7 separate regions of the Mus musculus genome follow, and all the other regions are linked to region 5. The links are chromatin contacts, called in public HiChIP or PLAC-seq and promoter capture Hi-C maps. All regions are on one chromosome and are shown on one strand. Each heading gives the region's core, a stretch centred on a gene start, on an enhancer-like site or on the middle of the called end of the contact. The rest is flanking DNA. Distances are from core to core; before and after follow the strand shown.

Region 1 (2,700 bases), core at 3-2,502, 1.4 Mb after region 5:
GCAGTGTCCTTCCACTGCACACACACCTGGGGAACCGGGCACGTAGCCAAAGCCACTGTAATTAACTTCCAATGCGCCCGAGCACCATGAAATAAGGAACATACCATGGGACAGTGCTTCAGAGCACAGCAAGCAGCGTGTCATGAACTAAAGGCTCTAGGTACCCAGGACAGTAACATCACTTAACGCCATCTGCAATTCCACAGACTTTAAAATATCAGTTCTACCCTCACGGTTTAGTTCGAAGCTTGATTTCAATAGTTAAACTCAAAAATTGGAAAAGGCTTCCAATTAAAAGGTTTATACCAACCTAGATCATGGAAAACACTTTATTATATTGTTTTTTCTTCTCCATCTTTCAAGTTTCAATTCACTAAAATTGAACGAGCAACAACTGAATGTCTATTTTGGCCCATATTCAAATAAATTTCAAATAAAAAAATCTCAAAAAGAATTCCATCTATAAAAAATTAAGTTTAAAATACCTTTATTAAGACTGATTTTTACAGTTTTTAAGTACTTAATTTTAAAACACAAAATTCTGTCAATATATTCTACTTGTTTTCATTTTTTTAGTTTTTATTATTTAAACATTTAACATCATATTGTGTTCAGGAATTCAGAATAAAAGTGAGTAAGTTTTAAGTATTTTTCTGAATTTAATGTTGGCAGATCTAAAGATCAGAACTCAGGTCTTGAATGGTATGGTTGAATATCGTTGGCCTTCAACTACTTTTTAATAACGGCATTTATGTTCTCTTTGGTTTCACTATTTGAGTTACAAAGATAATATATACAATCCTATCAAAGTTACAAACTCAACTGTGCACCTGAACATAACTTATTAACCAAGAAACTATAAATGCGATATATTACGGCTTTCACAATCGGAAGAGCTGGTTCTGAATCTCTTCCTATTATTTTGTAAGGTAACAGCCAAAACCTTCTACTAACATTAAAAATGGGGGTGGGGGGCACACAGGAAGGAAAGAAAAATAGAAAAACAATAGACAACCTAGTCTGAAATCACCAGTCAACCCTGGAATAAACGGTATTAGAAACATCAACCTCTAAGAATTCAGATACAGCTAAGCAAACACACTCCATCCATACCAATTTTAAAGAGGCCAAGGTCTCAGGTGCCACACTACTGGGGGAACATTTATAAAACAGGACAGCCTCTAGTGCTAATATGGCATGCAATGAGATCCTATTTATAGGCATATGCTGGCCACAGCAGGAAACTGACTTGAATTAGTCTGCCAGCTGCTGCTACTTCCCGTAATACTTTGACACTGTCCAGCTCTTTCAGTTGAGTACACTCTCCTGACACAGCTTTCAGTTGAGTTCACTCTCCTGACACTGATGTAGCTCTTCTTCAGTGTGAAGAAGTACTTGTTTGAGAAAGCAGCCATTAAAACTCAACTTCAATTTGTGTTAGGAACTGGTAAAATTTTGCTTTGTATTGACATCTTTACGTTTAAAGAATTAGCCTAAGATTCTAAGCATCATTTTAACAATTTATAATCTGTTAAAAGTATATGTTGTTTAAAAGGCATTTTGATTTGAAATATAAATGAAGTTACATTTAACTACAGTAATTCCATTGGCTTTTGTCCCTATAAATGTATGTGTATATACACACACACAATTATTCATAAAACTTTTTCAATTGGTATCACTGCTACTTTGAGAATCACTGATCTAATTTTTGTTTGCATGTCTCCAGTGATCTGATGAGAACATAGCCAATTTTTATCACCAGAAATTTTCACATATTCCACGTAACACAGACCAGAACCATGCTTCTTACTCCTCTTTTCTTTGGAGATGAGTCTTACAACATTACCTTGGCTGGGCTAGAACTTGCTACGTGCCCAAAACTGGACTATAATTCCAGAAGATTCAGATGTCTCTACCTCCCACAGGCTGGGACTAAAGGCCAAACAAACAAAACAAAAAACAAAAACAAAAACCCACCTTAGATTAATACAGAAAAATTCTAATCCTCTTGAGTGGCAGTTACACAAATATTCCAAGACTACTTCTTAAATTTACTCTCTTCAAAAATAAATGCTAACCTATTTCCATCAACCACTTCATGTTACACACAGGCCTTTCTGTTTCTCTTACTGTGTAACTTTTTAGTCTTAATACAATGATGTACAATTTCCAGTCTAAACAGCATTGTGTATGTGGGGCAGTAAGGCTCCTCAATGTAGTTTCTAATGACGGTAGTTATTTTGAAAACTGAACACTTTGAAAATGCCAAGGTCTATAGAGCTGACAGTACCACTTGACAGGTGTTCTGTGACCCTCAGTGACAAAGTAGCAGTACAACTAAAATTATTTGAATTAAAATTTTCCGCTGGGTAGTGATGGCAGACAGATCTACAAGTTCTAAGACAGCCAGGGGGCTATTTAAAAACAAACAAACAAAGCTTGCCTCAAAAATGAAACAAAACAAAATCTCTCCTTTATTCTGAGTTTATTAGAGGTCACTGTTTCAATAAAATGAGAGTAACATAAAAGGGGACGTTTTCAAGTCTTTATATGGCAAAAGTCAACAAATCATTTTAAACTTGTCTTGTGTCCTTAAATATGCAAAACTGTTCATTTGTCTCAGACCTGGTGATGCACACCTATAATCCCAACACCACGGAGGTTAAGGGCAGCCTTGGTTACACAGCAAGGCAAACA
Region 2 (2,700 bases), core at 24-2,523, 1.4 Mb before region 5:
GAGCCCAGAACGGTGGCACTTGGGTCTGTGACTACCAACACTGGACAGCAAAGGCGGATAAAGTTCGAGGCCAACCTGGTCAACAGAGACTTCTAGGCTAGCCTGAGCTACACAGCAAGACCTCAAAACAAAACCCCGCAATACCCCTCCCCCAACATACTCAAGCTCAGGCAACAGTAAGAACAACAACAACCTATAAAGCATCTCACAGTATAAAGCACGTCTTGCTACGTAGTCATTCTTTTTTTTTTCCCCCCAAGCAGGTATACTCGTTCTTTGTTGTCCGCATGGTCACTTAGAGCTAGTTCAGGAACTCCCAAGGAAGTTGGAGCTCAGAGAACCAGGACAGCTCCTAATACTAACCTAACTTAGTATTACTCTGTAGAAGAATCCTGCTGGGACGGACCAGGCAAACCTTTCTGACAAGACAAGCCGGTAAAAGACTCCCTCCATCACCTCCCTGAACCTGAGGTACCCGGACTCCTGGAATCTCACCCCCCCACCACCACCAAACAGCGCAACCCTCGCAACACTGACTGTCCAGTGGATGCAACTCTGCATCTTCTGAAGTTACAAACTAGGACAAACACAGGTGCTTCTCCGACAGGAGGATGCACTAACTACTCTGCAACCATAAAGCAGTAACTAAACCTATAAGCGCCCACTAACTTGGAAGTCCCGAACGCTAGACCAGCACGGGCCCACGGAGGGGCGTGATCCCATCCTTCTTGGCCAAAGCCAGGCCGGCCGGGACATCCAACCAGGGATCATCCGCAACGTGGGCACCCGGCAGAGGCCAAGGCCGCAAGATCCCGGCCATCTGACAAGTTTATGGCGGTGACCCACCCAGGCTTCAGGCCACCTACCCTCACCTCCTCGCGAGCATCCCTCCAGCGCCCCGGGACGTACCTGACACACAGAAGCGCGGAACCCCGCGTAGTCCGCGTGCTCCGAGACCTGCAGTGCGCGATCCCCTAGCTCCGAGTCCTTCCCGCGCCGGTCAAACAAGTACACCGTCCTACAGCCGTCGACGGCGCCATCTCTCCCAGATCCCTCCGAGAGGCCGGCGGGATCGCTGGCGCCCTCCGCTGCCATGTTGAGGGAGAAAAAAAGAGAAGGCCCTGCGGCTCTCGGGCGCGCTTCCCGGAGACACCGACCCCGCGCGTGCCCTCGGCTCCAGCCGCCGCGGCTCCGAGCCTCAGCGGGCCGCGCAGCACCGACTGTGGGCAGCGGCCGGGAAGTAACCCGGGAACCGATTCAAACGCGCTTCTGCCGGGGTGCCGTACGTCACTTCCGCGACCCGCGAACACAGGGACGCGCTGAGCGCGCCTCAGAGCCCGCCAGCTACGTACGCCGCCGCCCACCAAGCCTCCTTCCGTGACCTGAGAGCGGGCCGCCGCCGTGGCTGCTGCGCAGGAGGAAGAGGACGGCGGACGGAGACCCGGCTAGTCCAGCAGGCCGTGGGGCGGGGCGGGGCTGGCCAAGGTGGGGCGGGGCTTCGCGCCCAGGCCACGCCCCCGGGCTCCTGCGGACCGCGGGGACTGGGGACGGCCTGGAAGCTGGCTTCCAGCGCCTTAGGGGCCTTCGCGGGGGGAGGTGGGGGGGGGCGCAACTCGCAAGCGTGTCGCCCCAGGGTCTATGCAGGCTCCCGCTGCAGGGCCCTGGCGCCTTCCCCCTAGCCATGCGGTCTCCAGGGCGCTACCAAGTCGGGCGGACGCGGCGGCTGGAAGCTTGCACCACCTGGGTCCCGGTGCGGTGGACACTAGCTAAAACACCGGGCACCGCTCTGCTTGCACGCTTCCTTCGCCGTCGTGGGTGGGTTCTACTGTGGGACAATGAGACAAAAGCTCGGCCTCGAGGAAGAGCGGGTCTCTGACGTCACGAGGCCGCGATGCGCGCCCCCGGGTTAGCCAGGCTCTGAGGCTTTAGGCGGCTGGGAGTCTTGGGATAATACCTAACCTACTCACCGAGGTTGAGTCAGCTTCTAAGCGTGCAATGTGTAAGACAGCCTCCTCGAAAACTTGAGCATAAAACTTTATATGCTCCAGTACGGGGGAATGTCAGGGCTAAGAAGCAGGAGTGGGTGGGTAGGGGAGCAGGGTGGAGGGAGGGCATAGGGAACTTTCGGGATAGCATTTGAAATGTATATAAAGAAAATATCCAATAATAAATAAATAAAAAAGAAAACTTGAGCATAATTATTGGGGGATGCGCTTCTGACTCTACAGATAGCAAGGAATGGGGGGGGGCGGGTAACCTTGCCAGATGCTTGCTCTCTGATTCTTAAAACCTGGATGCTTTGTACTTGAGAGAAACGTGTAAATTAATGAAACCCATTAATTAATTGAGTTCTTTTATGTGTCTAGAAGTTGGATCAGATTTAAGGGTGCTGTTTTACTAGGTTCGCAGGAGCCTTAATGATCAATGGTAAAGCTAGACTCAAAGTCAATGCACCTTGGAAACAGACCGGGTTGTTGGCACCAAGGACAGTTGGCCAGACATACAAAAGTGTGAAGGTTTGCGTAGAGCGGCATAAATAGTATGACTGGAAGAAGAGAAAATGAAACAGTAGGTGAGGTAGGTGAAGTTGTGACCAAAAGCTGGTCATGTTCTTGAAAGGGCACCTGAGAGACAGGAGACACGAGAATAACCTCCAACTATCATGAGATTTCTGTAAAATCTTATTGTAATTTGCTTTTT
Region 3 (2,817 bases), core at 46-2,545, 1.3 Mb before region 5:
CATTTCTGGCACTTTTTTTTTTTCTCTAGACAGTAAAGTAAGCAGCTGAGAAGCACAGGGGAGGCACTTACGTTTGAGGGGTATAAAGGCCTGGCTTATTGAGGTCCAGGGTCCTTAACTCCTGCATAGAGAGGCGGCCAGCACCACAGGTGGAAACTGAACTGCGCTTCATTCTCGAAACCTAATTCAGGATTTCAGCGTTAGGAAAATGTTCCAGACTCAAGCAATTCAACGAGCAACAATTATTATCTTTATCCTCTAGTAGGAAAGCAACTAAGTTTGTTTCTGTACAACAATCGTTTCCTTGTATGCTATATTTATTTGTCCATGTAAACCGAAGTTCTTACAAAGAACACCTACGCAACTTCAAGTAGAAAAAAACGAGGCAGAAAAAAGAGGGGAAGATGGAGCTGAAAGTTTTGGGAGAAAAGGAGAGGGGACGACTGAGGAGAAGGAAAGTAGAGCAGAAGCACCTGGCCTGGAGAAGTTCTAAGGGGTCTCTTATATGGGGAAGATGGTAGTGTAGTGATAGATCTGCCCAATGTAGGCGCACAGCATGTATTCATATTAATTAAGTTGTGTTTTCATTGCCTGGGCTTATTTGGGTTGGAGATTTACTGCAACACCTTTCAACAAAGATAAACAATCCGGTTTACAACACAGGCTGCTCCCGCTTTTAAAACAAGTATCAAAATAATGTCTACGTTGGAGTCTGTCTTCATCTCTGCAGCATCAGACACTATGCACTCGGCCCTAGCTTCCACAGAGGGTTAGACAGATCGCATTTTTATTGTTGTTGTTTTGTCTTGAGCTAGGGGTGGAGAGTCAGACCCTTTAGCAAGCTGGGCTGAGCGCTGAGCACTGAGCCACACCCCTCCTTGTTTTGGTGGCTTGCGTTCAACCTAGTTTTACTCTCATGATTTCACTGGTTTCCAGTCATGTCCATACCAGGCTTTTAAGTTGCAGCATCAGCACGGGTACACAACACACCAATCAGCTTTCCCCCTGTCAGTCCCCACCTGTTAGCATCGCCTTCTCCCGCTACAAACGTTGCAGAGCCGGGCAGATCCCACCCCAGCTCCCTCGCAACAGTCAGCTCCAGCGCCGCGGACCATTTTAACACAGAGCTGATCCCATCTCAGCAGTTACCTTTCGCTCAGCTTCTCAACGAGACCCGGCGCCCAGCTTTCCGTAAACCGCACGACTGCACACGAAAACAGCCGCCCAAACCAGAGCGTCCGCTTCCGTCAACCCAAGGCGGTTTGAATTTTAAAGTTTCCGCCCGCGCTGACGTCAGGACTGCGACGGCGAGTACGCATGCGCGCTCGCTCAGCGCCCGCCCTCGTCGCCGGAAGTGTCCGCATCGGGGGCCAAGCGAGCTCTGGGCTCTTCCCAGGTCGTCGTTAGCGTCGGTGACCCGAAGGGAGTCCCGCCCTGTCCGGGAAGCTGGCATCTAGGACGAGTAGGGCTGTCCGGGCGGAGCGGCCCGAGCCCTCCTGGAATCAAGTTCCGTACAGCAATATGGCTGCGTCCTGGAAGTAGAAAGCGCGGGTTTGTCTCCGATAGGATGGAGGCCAGGACCCAAGCCTATGAGGCGGCGTGAGGTTCCTGACGTTAGGAGAGGCTGTCGAGTGTGGCGGTGGACGAGCCTGAGGGATATTTAACATCAGGCTTCCTCAAGTGCTCTGGATTCCCGCCGCCCAGCCTCGGAACAACAAGCAGGCGTTACTAGTTCCCGGATGGTGGTGGCCTGTCCCTGGGCTAAAGTGTAGATTCCTGGCTCTCGGCATTATTGTGCCGTTAGCTAGTTTTGAGCTAAGCAGTCCTTTTTTGAGTTTGAGGTTCCCTAGCGGTCACAGTGACTCCTCACTTTACGTCTCTACTGGGAAACCAAAATCTCAGGTATCACGAAGATCTCCATCACCAAATAGTAGTCAGCAGATATATTAGCAGGCATTATATTTCAGACTCTGTAAGCGGCAGTTCATTTACTTCTTGAAACTAATGGCATTAGAACATAAAAATGATCGTTTTAGTCGGGCGTTGTGGTACACACCTTTAATTTCCACGCTCTGGAAGCGGGGGTGGGGTGGGGGTAGGTTGTGGGGGAATCTCTGACCATCCTGGTTTACCTAGTGAGATCCGGGACAGCTAGAGCAACATAGACACTATATCAAAACAAAACAACCAACAAACCCAAGCAAAACCACCCCAAACAAAACCCACACGTACAAACAACTCCAAAAACTAAAGAGATAATTTTGAGGCTCAGTGAATTCAATGACTTTAGTTTGTATGTGGGGCAGGGTCCACACCCGAGAGAGTCTTGAATTTGAGGCCAGTTTGATGGACCTGGCATACACCAGGGCAACCTAGTGACTCTCTGTCTTTAAGAAACAAACACTATTCTGCAGTCAGTTGCATAAGAAATTTGACTATAAATGCTATTAGACGAGCCTTTAATTTATTTTTTATTCGGTTTTCTCTTAAGGTTTCCACTACATTATAATAAAGCTATATCCAGAAATGCAAAACATATCTTAAGTGAAGATAAAAATGTTCTGTAAAACCTAGTTACTGGAGTGTGGCTCAAACAGATTATAAATCTTGAAGTTTTGACCTAGCAAACTAGTTAAGTTGTGAACTTCTGATTACTATTCATGCTGCACTTGGTTTGGCTAGAGCACTCTTTTAATCTTACTGCCCTACAACTGATAAGGATTAGGTAGGGCAGGGATCTGAGAAATGGAGTGACTTCCTGTGGCAATTGTAGTTTGAAAGCACAACAGCTGTCTTTCCTTTCATTCCTGTGGCCCT
Region 4 (2,700 bases), core at 194-2,693, 1.5 Mb after region 5:
TATAAAGGGCAAACTCAGGAGCCAGAGACCTGACTTACACAATTCCTATTTTACCACAGGCCTAGTCTGGGGTGCAGCACTAAATTTCTGTTTCCCCATATACTGGCACAAGAACTGACATTCTCAGGTAGTGAGAACTGATTAAAAGTCTATGAAGTACTTCAGGACCATAAAATGTCATACTTATCTAACGCAAAAACTACAGCCACCTGTTAGCAGTAGTTCCAAACCCAACCATGTCATTCTTTTGTGTCTTAGCAGGGCAAATCCGCTGTGGACCAACAAGATGCATGTACTTCTGCAGCTGGTTGAACAATCTCAGGGAAAAAAAAAAAACTGCCTTCCAGATTTTCCGTTTTCCCAAAAGAATCATGTCACTATCCAACCCTAGTACTTGCAAAGGGAAATATGGTTAGGGCCAGTTGCTGAGAAGCACAGATGGCCTAGAGACCAACAGGAATCACGGAGGAACTTTTCTTTGTTACCAAAGCAGAAATGTGACCCCTGAAAATAATCTCAGAAAACAATCCTTGTGAAGAGAGTTGTACTGGAGGGAAACGGCCCTACCCTTTCTCACCCAAAGAACTACACATGGTTTTTTGAAGACAGTGCAGACAAAATTCTCTCAAAACGTAAGCTAAACTAGGCAGGTCGTCCAGCCCCGGCTCGGTGCTGAACACAGGATACCAAAGAGGTTGCTCAGGAAAAGTGCTGATGCCATCTCCAGCTGCCCCTAAATGACAGTAACAATGCAAACACTGACAAAAGACCTTGGAGGCCACCCAGAGCCCCTGCCTGGCAGCAGCTCTGCCCGAATCTCCACGTACAAAGCGACAAATCCCCCCGAGAGGCCCAGGTCTGACAGATCTTCCAAGCGAGAGAGACCAAGAGTAGCAACACGAGAGATAGGGTAGAAAAAGTACTGCCTGTCACTCCTTCCAGGGGCGCTGGGTGCCCCAAGGGTGGGAGCAAAAACTGCGGTCCCCTCGGCCAGCCTCTGGCAACGAGGACCGCGCCAACTCGTCCTTCCCCACCGCAGAGGCCGTCCGCGGAGCCGCGGAGCCCGCGCTCGCCCTGGCCGGGGCCGGCCGGCAACTCCTCGCCCAACTCCGCGGGCGCCAGGCCGCCTGCCCGAGCGCCGGGTGGGGGAGGCGGCGCGGCCCGGCCCCGATCCCTCGGCACGCGGTCAGCGCCCTCCGCCCGCCGCCCGAGTCCCCGCCCGCCGGGCCCCGGCTGCCCAGCTCGACCACCCCGGCGGCCTGGCGCCCTTACCTGAGGCGGTGTACCAGCTCCCGGCGTGGCTGGCTTCCCGGCAGACCACTCGGTTGGACATCTTGGTGCCTGTGCCGCCTATGGTGCACGAGGATGAATGAGGAGGCGGCGGCGGCGGCGGCTCCGCGAGGGGACGAGACGCCGCGGGCCCAGCCCAGGAGGAGGCGGCCGCGGGGAGGGGACCAGCCCGGCCCAGGAGGAGGAGGAGGAGGAGGAGGAAGAGGAGGAGATGGCAGCCAGGGCGGAGGGCGGCAACAATCACCACAAACTCCGCCGGCCGCCGGAAGATGGGGCCCACGGCGGCTTTACCCTAGCCGCGCGGCCGCGGAGTCGCCGCCGCCGCCGCCGCCCCTACCCCTGCCCGAGCTGCTTCCGCGAGCCGCCCCCCGGCCACGCCGCGCGCGGCCTGCCGAGCCTCCCGCTGACCCCACCCCCGTGACTCCGCGCCCTTCCCCACCGCCCCGCCCCGCCCCGCCCCCACCACCGAGGCCTCCCTCCCGCCGCGCGCCCGCCGGCCCCGCCCCGCCCCGCGCCTCCGCCCGCCGTGCCGCGCGCTCAACGGCGGAAGCGGGACCGGCCCCGCGCCATCCCGGGTCGGGAGGCCGCGAGCCGGAGGGCGGCGGCGATCGGTGCCACCTCCCCCCCAACACACACACACACAGCCCGGGGCCGGGGCCTGAACCCGGGAAAGGCAGAGCCTGGGGAGCCCACGCGTCCTTACTCGCCGCTCTACCGGGGCCGGCCCACTGAGCATGCCCAGCGCCGCGGCCGGGCCCGCCGAGGAGGCTCAGCGTGCACGCTCCGCTCTCCGGGGTTTAGCGCCAGCAGAGGCTGGGGGCAGGGCGCGGGGCGCAGGACGCAGCCGCGAGGCGGGGTGAGCCCCTTCCCCCCCCCCCCCCCCCAGCCGCCTGGCTTGTCCCCGTGCGCCGCTGGCTCAGCACACACAACACACACGCGATCGCTGCCTGCCGAGTCCCGTCGGGGTTCCCCCTTCCCCGGCGTCCTTGGTGGGGTTCCCACCCTCGGGGTATCGCCCAGGAATGCAAGTCTGGGGCCACGCCGCGAAGTTTCGCTGGCAGAGACATCGCGCTGCGAGGCGTACTGGGATGGGAGAATATGGGGGGGTGGAGGACCGACCCTGTCAAAATGTAACCTTCGCTTCCCAGGCTCGCCCCTTACGACCTAATGTCTTCGACACAGTTAAATTTACTAATTGTATTTTAGGTATAACTGCAATGTGGCAAAGATTGTCTCAGTTATTTCCTACTGTGTTAAATGGGGGTGACGTTCGTGAGGGAGGGGTACCAAGGATTATGAGTTAATGCGTATGAGGAACCAGACGGGGTAAGGAATACTACAAATGTCACCCTTCACTTATAAAATCCCAGTATTCCACGTAAGTATTCCACGCAGCAAAAGAATTCCTTT
Region 5 (2,700 bases), core at 134-2,633:
CCAAAATGCTTTTTTTCCTCCAGCAAAATTCTCTTTAATCTAAACATAGTCTTTTATCTTTGATGGTCAGAGTAGCTTTTTGTTTTGTTTTGTTTTCTCGAGACACTATGTAGCTTTGGTTGTCCTGAAACTCACTCTAGACTAAAGGCATGTTCTACAAAACCAGGCCACAGTAACTCTTTATTTTATAAATGAATGAAAAGTACTGAAGGATTTAGGGTTAAGTATCAGGGTTTTGTCAGAACACATATTCTATGCTACAAATTTCAAGTGCTAGTATATATATATGTGTATAATTTATATATTTTATGTTTATTTAATACATGAAATATTTTGAGGTATTTCTGTCATCTTTATGGACAGCCAACAGAGATTTAATTACCTGGGAAAGCCAACGGAATGGCAAAAATTTTCCAACTTATCTTAAACATGGTGAGGGAGGGCTAAGGGGACAGCTGTCTTTTTCAACAAGACAGTTGATCTCCACATAAAAGACTTAAGTTTTTGAGAATTACTTCAACGGTCAAGAGAAAACTTGGGCCGGGCGTGGTGGCACACGCCTTTAAGCCCAGCACTTGGGAGGCAGAGGCAGGCGAATTTCTGAGTTCGAGGCCAGCCTGGTCTACAGAGTGAGTTCCAGGCTGTCCAGAAACCCTGTTTCGAAAAACAAAGAGATAGAGACAGAAACAGAGAGAGGGAAGAGAAGAGAAAACTTGGAAAGTTTGTAAATAGAACCAAGCACGCTGAAAAAAACCTTGTTTACAATGAATTCCTATATACCGAGACACAAAGAGTTCGGGATTTGTTTAAGGCAATTCGTGTAAGCCAAGAGAAAGTGGCCTGATGGGATGGTAAAACGGGCATTTCAACCTAGGTAGCCCTTTAACCTCAATACCAGCGTTGACTAGAAAACAGCCTCTTGTTTTCGCTTCTTCTAGGCTTCCTTGGCTATCAGGAAGCTATGGCCTCAGCCGCCAGCAGGTGACGCCGATGACGGGCAATGAGTCCCAGCTGCCGCAATTACCAAGGCTGAGGCGTCTCCTTTAAGAAGCTGACTCACGTGGATGCTGTGTTGTGTGCGCTCAGCTGGGAGTGGGGGGCGGGTCCTCACTCTCACTACATTGGCCGCCTCGGCCGAGGAGGCAGACTTAGCCTCCTTGATTGGCCGTAAGGATGCAAGGTGTCGAATTAGAGGCGGGGCGAGCGGCGAGGAGTCCGCCCATCCGCTGCGGCTTCGGGGTGGGGTGGGCGGCGGAGTGTAAGCGGGCAAGGGTGGGGGGAGGGCGAGCCCGAGAAGGGGCGGGGCCCGGCGGAAGGGGCAGAGTGCCAGGGAGAGGGGCGGAGCCTAGAAATGAAGGGCGCTGCGGGCCAACCGGGAGAGCCGCCTGAAGGGAGGGCGGGGCCACGCCCGGTGATTGACGCCGAGGCCCGACCGAGGAGAGGCGGGGCCAAGGCCTGACTAAACCTGAAGACTTGGGAGGCCGAGGTGGGCTTCGACCCAGCTGAGGAGCGAAGAGCTGCTGGCAGCGCCGATTCCCAGCACGCCGGTGAGTACGGCGGTGGGCGCCGGGATCGGAGTCGGCTGGGGCTCGAAGCCCTTGGGCCGGCGGCTTCGAAGCCTTCGGGGAGCGGCCCGGGGCGGGGGCCCAGGCAGGAAGTGCCTCTTCCCCTTCTCCACTCGTCCAGGGTCCTGGCCGGGCCACCAGGGCAATTCTCAGGACTGTGGGGCCGTGGGGCCGCGGGGCCGGGCCGGGCGGTCCTTCTTTGTGAGGCTGTGGCGCGGCGGCCGCCGCCGACCCGCCCCCGCCGCGCAGCGGAGCGCTCCGCGAGCCCACAACAGCCGCGACCCCCTTAGCGACCCGCGGCCCCCGCCCGCCCGCCGCCCTCGGCGCCTGTCGCCTGGGCCGCCGGTCCGCAGACAGCTCTCTCCGTGACACCCCCACTTCCTAGGCCGCCCCGCCCCCACAGCCGCCGTCCCCGCCGCAGCGTCGGGGGCGCGCCCGGGCTCCGATTCGGGGCCGGCCCGCGGGCCCGCGCTCCAGGGCCGCGCTCGCACCCCGCCCGCCCCGCCGCTCCGGAGGCTCGACTCGTGCTCGGGTGTCTGGGCTGTGGGCCGTGCCCGCCTCGTCGGTGCTAGCCCCTATCACGCTGCCCTCTGGACCCTGGGCGTGGGGAACACTGCCCGGTAGCCTGCGGGTGCCGAGCGCCCGGTCGCCCGCGCCTGCCCAGCTGTTCCGCCTGTGTTTGTTGTGCCGAGGAGGCCCCGCCGCCGCCGCCGCGCGCTCCGCCTTGCGCCGGGCGATTGGCTGGAGGGAGTCACGTGGGCGCGATCAGCTGGGCCGGCTGCGGGCGGTCGGCTTGGCGCAGACCCCGGTGCTGCTCGGGGAGCGGACCGGGAGGCTCTTTCCTGCTGGCTGCGGTGGGCACGCTCCTGCACACCCCGTTACTCCACGCTGCTGTGCAGGTTGGTAGGAAGCCTGAGTGTTGCCAGCGGGAGTGGGAAGCCGCAGTAGTACCCAGGTCTGTTTCATCCGGACGCCAGACTGATCTCCTTTTGGAGTGACAGGAAGGAAAGGTGTGCGACTCATTTATTTTTTATTTTTAAACTTTTTGTTTCTGTTTCCAGAGCCCTCTTGGAAATCTTGAGGATTTTTATTTCTGGTGGCTTTTGACAGATGGAAAATCTGAAAGTAATTTCAG
Region 6 (2,814 bases), core at 4-2,503, 1.4 Mb after region 5:
GCAGAGACTGTCCAATCTCTGTGAGTCTGTGGACAGAGGGTCTAGAAAGTGAGTTTCAGGACACCCAGAGAGACAAAAAAAAAAAAAAAATTTCATAGTTACTTGCTACATTATATATCTGTGACAGGGAATGTACTGGCAACATCTTATATAGTAAGTCCAGTAGAAGATTAACTCTAGCAATTGGCATTGGTCCAATGACTGCAGAAACACATGCCATCTATGCACATGTAGCTCTGCCTGAGGAAGACAGGACTCTTGTACCACAGACTCCACAGTTGGGTCACAACTGTTCTGTTACCCCCTTATCACTAACATCTGTCTGACAACCAAACTTGTCCCCAATCGCTCTAACCCCATCATTTGCAGAATATCCCTAATTGCCCTTCATTACTCGCCAGATTAGGACAGGTTTCTCTAAGTCTCCCTGGCTATCCTGGAACTTTGTAGCTGAGGCTGGCCTCAAACTCAAGAGAGCCACTTGCCTCTGCCTCCTGGACTCAAAGGCCTATGCCACCACCACAAGGCTAAAATTTGTAGTTTTCTGGTCCGGCCCTTGTCTTCTTCAGTGTTGTACAGAGATAATCTTTGGACCAGTGCCATACTTCACCACCATGATGGTGACAGACTCTTATTTCCCCCTGGAATCATAAGTTCAAATAAGGCCTTCCTTTTGCAGGATATTTGATCACACTGTGAACCCCAAGATTGTAAACTAGAAAAACCTGTTTATTGCTGTGGTGTGGCTCAGCCCTAGTCACACCTTTACCCCAAGAGTTTTCTGTACACAAGAGCTAAATAAAGTCAACAGCAGATCAAGAGGCAGAGCAAGCAACATGGCCATGCCCCACCCCCTCTGCTTTTCTACAATAAAGCTCTAAAACCATGGACTGTCTCTGCTCATCAAGACCCCCATGCTATAGCAATGGACCAGGCCTTCCCCAAAAGAGCTGAGTCTAATCTCCCGCAGAAAGGCCTACCAGCTTTTCCAGCCGCCAGACCAGACCAAGGACTCATGCCCACGCAGGAACCACCCAGCAGCGCCTTCTCCCCCTACCCCTTCTCCCTTCAACCCTGGGGCTGACCAAGCTGCCCCTGGGGGCTCCCCACTTCATTCTCAGCTCTTTCAAGACGTCCAGCCGCAACATCCAATGGCTCTGGGATGCCCAAGATTGAGAACCTGTAGTTCCTGGCCTCCATGCAGCCCAGAGACCCCTGAGCTGACTCTTCCGTGGTACCCAGAAGTCTGTGGCGCCTGAGTCAGAGCCAAGACTGCGCCTTCCCCACCCCCACTGAGCGTGGTCCGGTGGCCTAAGCCTAGCACTGCCCATTCTGGTTCCGTGGGTCCCACAGCAATCTCCCGTGGCCACCCTCCACCACCACCCGCCTCCGCCGCCCCATCCAGTCAGTCTCACCGAGCTCTGGCAGGATGCGGGTCATCTCACCCATCCCCCCCTTTTCATCCCCGCGCCGGGCAGTGCAGTAAGTAGTTAAGAATCCCGTTTCCTGAGTGACTGCTCTTTTCCTTAACCACACTGGCAGACACCTCATGATGCAGCAGCTAAGAGCTCAGTTCTTTTCTTTCCCACAGCAGCAACTCTCTCTCTCTCTCTCTCTCTCTCTCTCTCTCTCAGTTCACAGCATCAAGTATCTCTCAAAGTGTTATCCTATATTTTCAGATGTTAAAAACAATCATTTGACAGATGTGATTTCTGGCGATATTTAGCCTAATTTTCTATCTGGCAATCTTGAACGCCACAAGCAAAAAGCCAAAAAGAGAAAAGCATCTACATTGACAAAAAAATCTATTGAACAGTCTCAACTATTCAGTTCCACCAAATTCTAACAAATTTACTCTTCAATTATGCAATAGATGAAGCAACAGTTCAGAAGGGAGAGAGATTGTTTAAAAAAACAAAAACAAACAAACAAACTAGATAGAGTAGGATCTAAAGGAAATCAGAAACACACCAAGCTGTTTTGTTGCAAGCAGTGAGGAAGGGATGCAGGCCCTGTCCAGGAGAGGCAGAATCTCCACTTTTAAAATCTTTTAAATGGGCACATTTTACATTTCTTAAACCTAAAGAATTACAATCACCAAAAAGGAGCTTACAGCTCGGAGGTGGTGGCACAAGTCTTTAAGCCCAGTGCTTAGGAGATAAGGGCAGAAGGATCTCTACAAGATCAAGGTCAGCCTAGTCTACAGAGCAAGTTCCAGGACAACTAAGGCTACACAGAGAGAAACCCTATCAAAAAAAAAAAAAGACATAAAATAAAAGGAACTTACATGAATACAGGTTAAACCAAAAAGTCAAAAAGTCATAATAGTGTGTTTGAATATTCCAGAACTAATTCAAAGACCAAATATGGAAATCGAAAGATAGTCACCTTATACAGCAGAGAAACATGGAAAAAACACTCATTACCTAAACCAACCAGTCAAAGGCAAGATTAACTTCACCAAGGTTTGTACCATGCATCACCAAAATATAATCAACTCAATTTGCCTCTTTAGTATTTATTCCCAAAATCTACAACTCCCAACCTAATCATGGGGGGGGTGGGGGGGGGGCGCCAGAAGAACCTCCTCCAACATTTTGTAAAATACTTAAAAATAACTCTTAAAATTTTATTCAGGCAAGACAGTACATGCCTGTAACCCCAGCAGTGAGGTAGCTGGGACAGTAGAAACATAGTTCAAGGTTAGCCTGAAGTACCTATAAAATCCCAGTACACCCTTGTCTATATGATGCGATACTGTCTCACACACACACACACACACACACACACTCACACACTCTCACACACCTCTCC
Region 7 (2,700 bases), core at 15-2,514, 1.5 Mb after region 5:
TTGTAAGAGTCAGTTCTAGGTCAGGCAGGACTGCTCAGTGTGTAAGGAGCTTGCTACCCCCACATCTAACCTGAGTTCCATCTCCAGAACCCACCTAAGGGTGGAAGCAAAAAACCTACTCTGTAAGGGTGCCCTCTGATCTCCACACACTAGTGCACATGCATGAGCGAGCGTGTGCATGCGCGCACACACCCACAAGTAATAATAATAATAATAATAATAAAATAAAAAAGAAAACATGTCTAAGCTTACTTTCCGCTGACCTTGAACAAGTTACTCAACTTTAAGCATTCTGGAGCTGAAGATACATTCAAATTAGCCTGGTATATATCTCACAAACAGCAAAGTGTTGAATAAATTCTAACACCTGTTTGTACAACTTCTTGGAAACGTGGTCCTGCCCTTTTTTTTTTTTTTTTTTTTTTAAACCAGAACTTAATCCCTCGAGTCTCCCATTCACACACAAATTTTCTCCGGGAAGCCTCCATTTTCCTAACCAAACCTTCCCAGCTCTGGTTCCGGGATCATCTAATCTTTCATTTACAAAGTACCTTTATTTTTAGCCAAGTATTAGCATGCTAGTAAAAAGAAGCCACTTATAATCTGATACTACGGAGAGATCGCGGCAGCAAAGAGTTCCCTCGTGCAGAGTAGCCTAGTAAACCGATCCTAAGTTTTCTCCAGCTCTCAAGAGACCCATAGATGCATGCGGCAGAGAAACTGAGCGAGTTACCTCAACGCTGTCTGTGAGCCCGTACTCAGAGTGAGGGTTTTCTGCAACCTAGAAAACAAAATACAGTCACAGAGAGAGACATCCGCCCGTCCCGCGCTGCCTCCCCGCACACCGCCACCCTGAACCCAGGGCCTCCTGGTACCTGTGTCTGTCCCTCCAGCATCTGCTCCGACTCCATGGCGGACCCTGCAAACCGCAATCAACCGGATACCAGTCTTGCAAAACAAGAAGAGCCGCGAGTTAGTTACCCGGGAGATTTCAAGTGGAAGACGCCAGGACCCGGTGCGGTGCAGCCCAGCCCGGGACCCCGCCCCTCACCCCCGCGGGCAGCAGACGCGCGGGCTGGGTCGGGCCACCGACTGGCCGTCCTCGTCGCATCGCGAGGCTCGGAGGTCGTCCCAAGGATGTAGCGGTGGGAGGAGGAGGACAGGGAAGCTGATTACCCGCGCCAAGGCTGTCGGTTCCTAAGTGCCCTGCACGGCGCCACCGACTCACAGCGCGAACCGCTTCGGCCGTAAGTGAGGGACGTCGCGCTGCCGCCGCGCCTGCGCAGAGCGGCCCCGCGGGCAGAAGTGCCCGAGCCCGCCTAAGTGGGCCTACGCCTCTGCGGTGCGCGGGGTGCCTGGCCACCTGCCGGCTCCACCCTGCCGTAGATCTTTCTCCTTTAGACAGTCCTTCGTGGCACCTGGAAGTGACGGTCCCCGAGGAACCGAGGCCACTCACTTGCTGAGCGATTCTTGCTCAGGCTTTACTAGGGGCTAGAGGGCATCCAGCGGTTGATTACTTGGCTAATCTTACAGGCGACTTAGGTTTGGTCTCCACCGCCCACATGGTGGCTCACAACTATCCCTAACTCCGGTTCCGGGGAGCTGACTCTCTCTTTTTATCTACGCAGGCACGAGGCACGCGTGTGCTCCGCGCACATTCAGGCAAAACACGCATATATACGTATACATACACACATATATAATTTTTTTAAGGCCAAAGGGAAACAAGGAGGAGTGTTTGGGAATTCTTGGGCGGCTTTTATTCAAGCCCTGCAGTCTATGAGGATACCACGTTCACACTATTCTACATTTATGTCTAGATTAGTTTTTTTTTTTTTTTTTAATTACTTTCCAGGGATAAGGAGTTCAGCTCATGGTCGAGCGCTTTCCTGGGATAACCAAGGATCTTGGTTCAATTTCTACAGAAGAAATGGCTTTCCAGACTGTAGTATTATGGATTCCAACCTGGGTTGTGTTTGCTTGTTTTTACATTTTAAAGCCAGGTGTCTGAAATCCCAGCATTTGGCTGACTGAGGTAAAGAGGGTCAAACGCCAGCCAGAGCTTCCTGAACGGGAGTTCCAGGAGAGCCTGCTTTCCTGTAATTATTGTAACTGTTGATGGATTAGGATTTCAAGGGTATGGAGAGGTTGGAATGCTGCAAATCTAGAGACACTAGTTAGTTGTCTTGAACCTAGTTAGCTCCCTAAATAGCCTTTAATACCCACCTCTGTCAGGGACCTAACTTCTTTACTAATACTTCTTACTAGTGAGTTTCTTGGAATGTTCAGACTCCTAGCTAACACCAAAATGTTTCCAAAAAGCCTTCAGTTGGCAGGGCAGTGGTGCTGCATGCCTTTAATCCCAGCATTTGGGAGGCAGAGGCAGGTGGATTTCTGAGTTAGAGGCCAGCCTGGTCTACAGAGTGAGTTCCAGGACAGCCAGGGATACACAGAGAAACCCTGTCTCAAGAAAAAGAAGGAGAGGGGGAGGGGGAGAAGAAGAAAAGAAGAAGAAGAAGAAGAAGAAGAAGAAGAAGAAGAAGAAGAAGAAGCCTTCAGCTGTCCCTACAATGATTATAGCTAAGATTTCCAGACTTTCCTACAACCCACACACCTAATGTACTTGAAAAGAGCTTTTGTGCTTGGTGTGGTGGTGAGAAAAGAGATGGTTTAGTCACTTTAAAAACAAAAACAAAAACA

Evidence for each region. Promoter capture Hi-C pulls out the DNA fragments that hold promoters and counts their contacts. HiChIP or PLAC-seq counts read pairs in DNA pulled down with a chosen protein or histone mark. Capture Hi-C pulls out chosen DNA fragments and counts their contacts.
Region 1: a promoter capture Hi-C map of pre-B cells shows a contact between it and region 5, with 8 times the contacts expected there. The contact joins the enhancer-like site here to the promoter of Ypel5 in region 5. A contact is called at or near these places in 6 of 39 promoter capture datasets (the 3T3-L1 cell line, HPC-7-derived erythroid cells, embryonic stem cells and 3 more) and 4 of 115 datasets of contacts at active chromatin or transcription factors (embryonic stem cells, large pre-B cells, pancreatic cancer cells and 1 more).
Region 2: a promoter capture Hi-C map of adipose tissue shows a contact between it and region 5, with 5 times the contacts expected there. The contact joins the promoter of Smchd1 here to the promoter of Ypel5 in region 5. A contact is called at or near these places in 1 of 39 promoter capture datasets (hippocampal neurons), 2 of 484 Hi-C or Micro-C datasets (CD4 T cells and embryonic stem cells), 4 of 115 datasets of contacts at active chromatin or transcription factors (astrocytes, embryonic forebrain, microglia and 1 more) and 2 of 9 other capture datasets (adipose tissue and liver).
Region 3: an H3K27ac HiChIP or PLAC-seq map of neural progenitor cells shows a contact between it and region 5, with 4 times the contacts expected there. The contact joins the promoter of Ndc80 here to the promoter of Ypel5 in region 5. A contact is called at or near these places in 8 of 39 promoter capture datasets (the 3T3-L1 cell line, the C10 cell line, cranial neural crest and 4 more), 4 of 484 Hi-C or Micro-C datasets (B cells, CD4 T cells, embryonic stem cells and 1 more), 6 of 115 datasets of contacts at active chromatin or transcription factors (astrocytes, embryonic forebrain, embryonic stem cells and 3 more) and 2 of 9 other capture datasets (adipose tissue and liver).
Region 4: a promoter capture Hi-C map of pre-B cells shows a contact between it and region 5, with 5 times the contacts expected there. The contact joins the promoter of Memo1 here to the promoter of Ypel5 in region 5. A contact is called at or near these places in 7 of 39 promoter capture datasets (the C10 cell line, the HPC-7 cell line, cranial neural crest and 4 more), 8 of 484 Hi-C or Micro-C datasets (CD4 T cells, CD8 T cells, the G1E-ER4 cell line and 3 more), 6 of 115 datasets of contacts at active chromatin or transcription factors (embryonic forebrain, embryonic stem cells, epiblast stem cells and 3 more) and 2 of 9 other capture datasets (adipose tissue and liver).
Region 6: a promoter capture Hi-C map of the HPC-7 cell line shows a contact between it and region 5, with 5 times the contacts expected there. The contact joins the enhancer-like site here to the promoter of Ypel5 in region 5. A contact is called at or near these places in 5 of 39 promoter capture datasets (the HPC-7 cell line, HPC-7-derived erythroid cells, embryonic stem cells and 2 more), 3 of 115 datasets of contacts at active chromatin or transcription factors (large pre-B cells, microglia and thymic regulatory T cells) and 1 of 9 other capture datasets (liver).
Region 7: a promoter capture Hi-C map of embryonic stem cells shows a contact between it and region 5, with 3 times the contacts expected there. The contact joins the promoter of Dpy30 here to the promoter of Ypel5 in region 5. A contact is called at or near these places in 7 of 39 promoter capture datasets (the C10 cell line, the HPC-7 cell line, cranial neural crest and 4 more), 2 of 484 Hi-C or Micro-C datasets (B cells and CD4 T cells), 7 of 115 datasets of contacts at active chromatin or transcription factors (astrocytes, cardiomyocytes, embryonic stem cells and 4 more) and 2 of 9 other capture datasets (liver and macrophages).

The regions. Positions count from the first base shown.
Region 1 is chr17:74,194,894-74,197,593 of GRCm38.p6, forward strand. It overlaps a transcript of Memo1 not described here. Among named protein-coding and RNA genes, the nearest start is that of Gm52299, 80 kb to the right of the region's middle. Within about 2 kb of position 1,253, at least 49 of the 459 cell types and tissues checked have an H3K27ac peak or open chromatin away from gene starts, as enhancers often do. A contact at or near this core is called in pre-B cells and pro-B cells, where this site is marked.
Region 2 is chr17:71,474,070-71,476,769 of GRCm38.p6, forward strand. It overlaps Smchd1 (SMC hinge domain containing 1), which reads right to left and starts at 1,274. Exons shown (of 48, transcript NM_028887.4): 1 at 910-1,274. The coding sequence starts at 1,095.
Region 3 is chr17:71,525,562-71,528,378 of GRCm38.p6, forward strand. Ndc80 (NDC80 kinetochore complex component) reads right to left here and starts at 1,296. Exons shown (of 17, transcript NM_023294.2): 1 at 1,150-1,296; 2 at 72-181. The coding sequence starts at 172. It also overlaps a transcript of Spdya not described here.
Region 4 is chr17:74,293,420-74,296,119 of GRCm38.p6, forward strand. It overlaps Memo1 (mediator of cell motility 1), which reads right to left and starts at 1,444. Exons shown (of 9, transcript NM_133771.2): 1 at 1,273-1,444. The coding sequence starts at 1,333.
Region 5 is chr17:72,835,245-72,837,944 of GRCm38.p6, forward strand. Ypel5 (yippee like 5) reads left to right here and starts at 1,384. Exons shown (of 3, transcript NM_027166.6): 1 at 1,384-1,547.
Region 6 is chr17:74,271,503-74,274,316 of GRCm38.p6, forward strand. The region is part of intron 1 of Memo1 (mediator of cell motility 1); the gene reads right to left. It overlaps Gm52299 (a long non-coding RNA gene), which reads right to left. Exons shown (of 2, transcript XR_003952320.1): 2 at 1-2,814. Among named protein-coding and RNA genes, the nearest start is that of Gm52299, 3.1 kb to the right of the region's middle. Within about 2 kb of position 1,254, at least 33 of the 459 cell types and tissues checked have an H3K27ac peak or open chromatin away from gene starts, as enhancers often do. A contact at or near this core is called in the HPC-7 cell line, where this site is marked.
Region 7 is chr17:74,315,169-74,317,868 of GRCm38.p6, forward strand. It overlaps Dpy30 (dpy-30, histone methyltransferase complex regulatory subunit), which reads right to left and starts at 1,265. Exons shown (of 5, transcript NM_001146223.1): 1 at 1,177-1,265; 2 at 876-948; 3 at 734-781. The coding sequence starts at 911.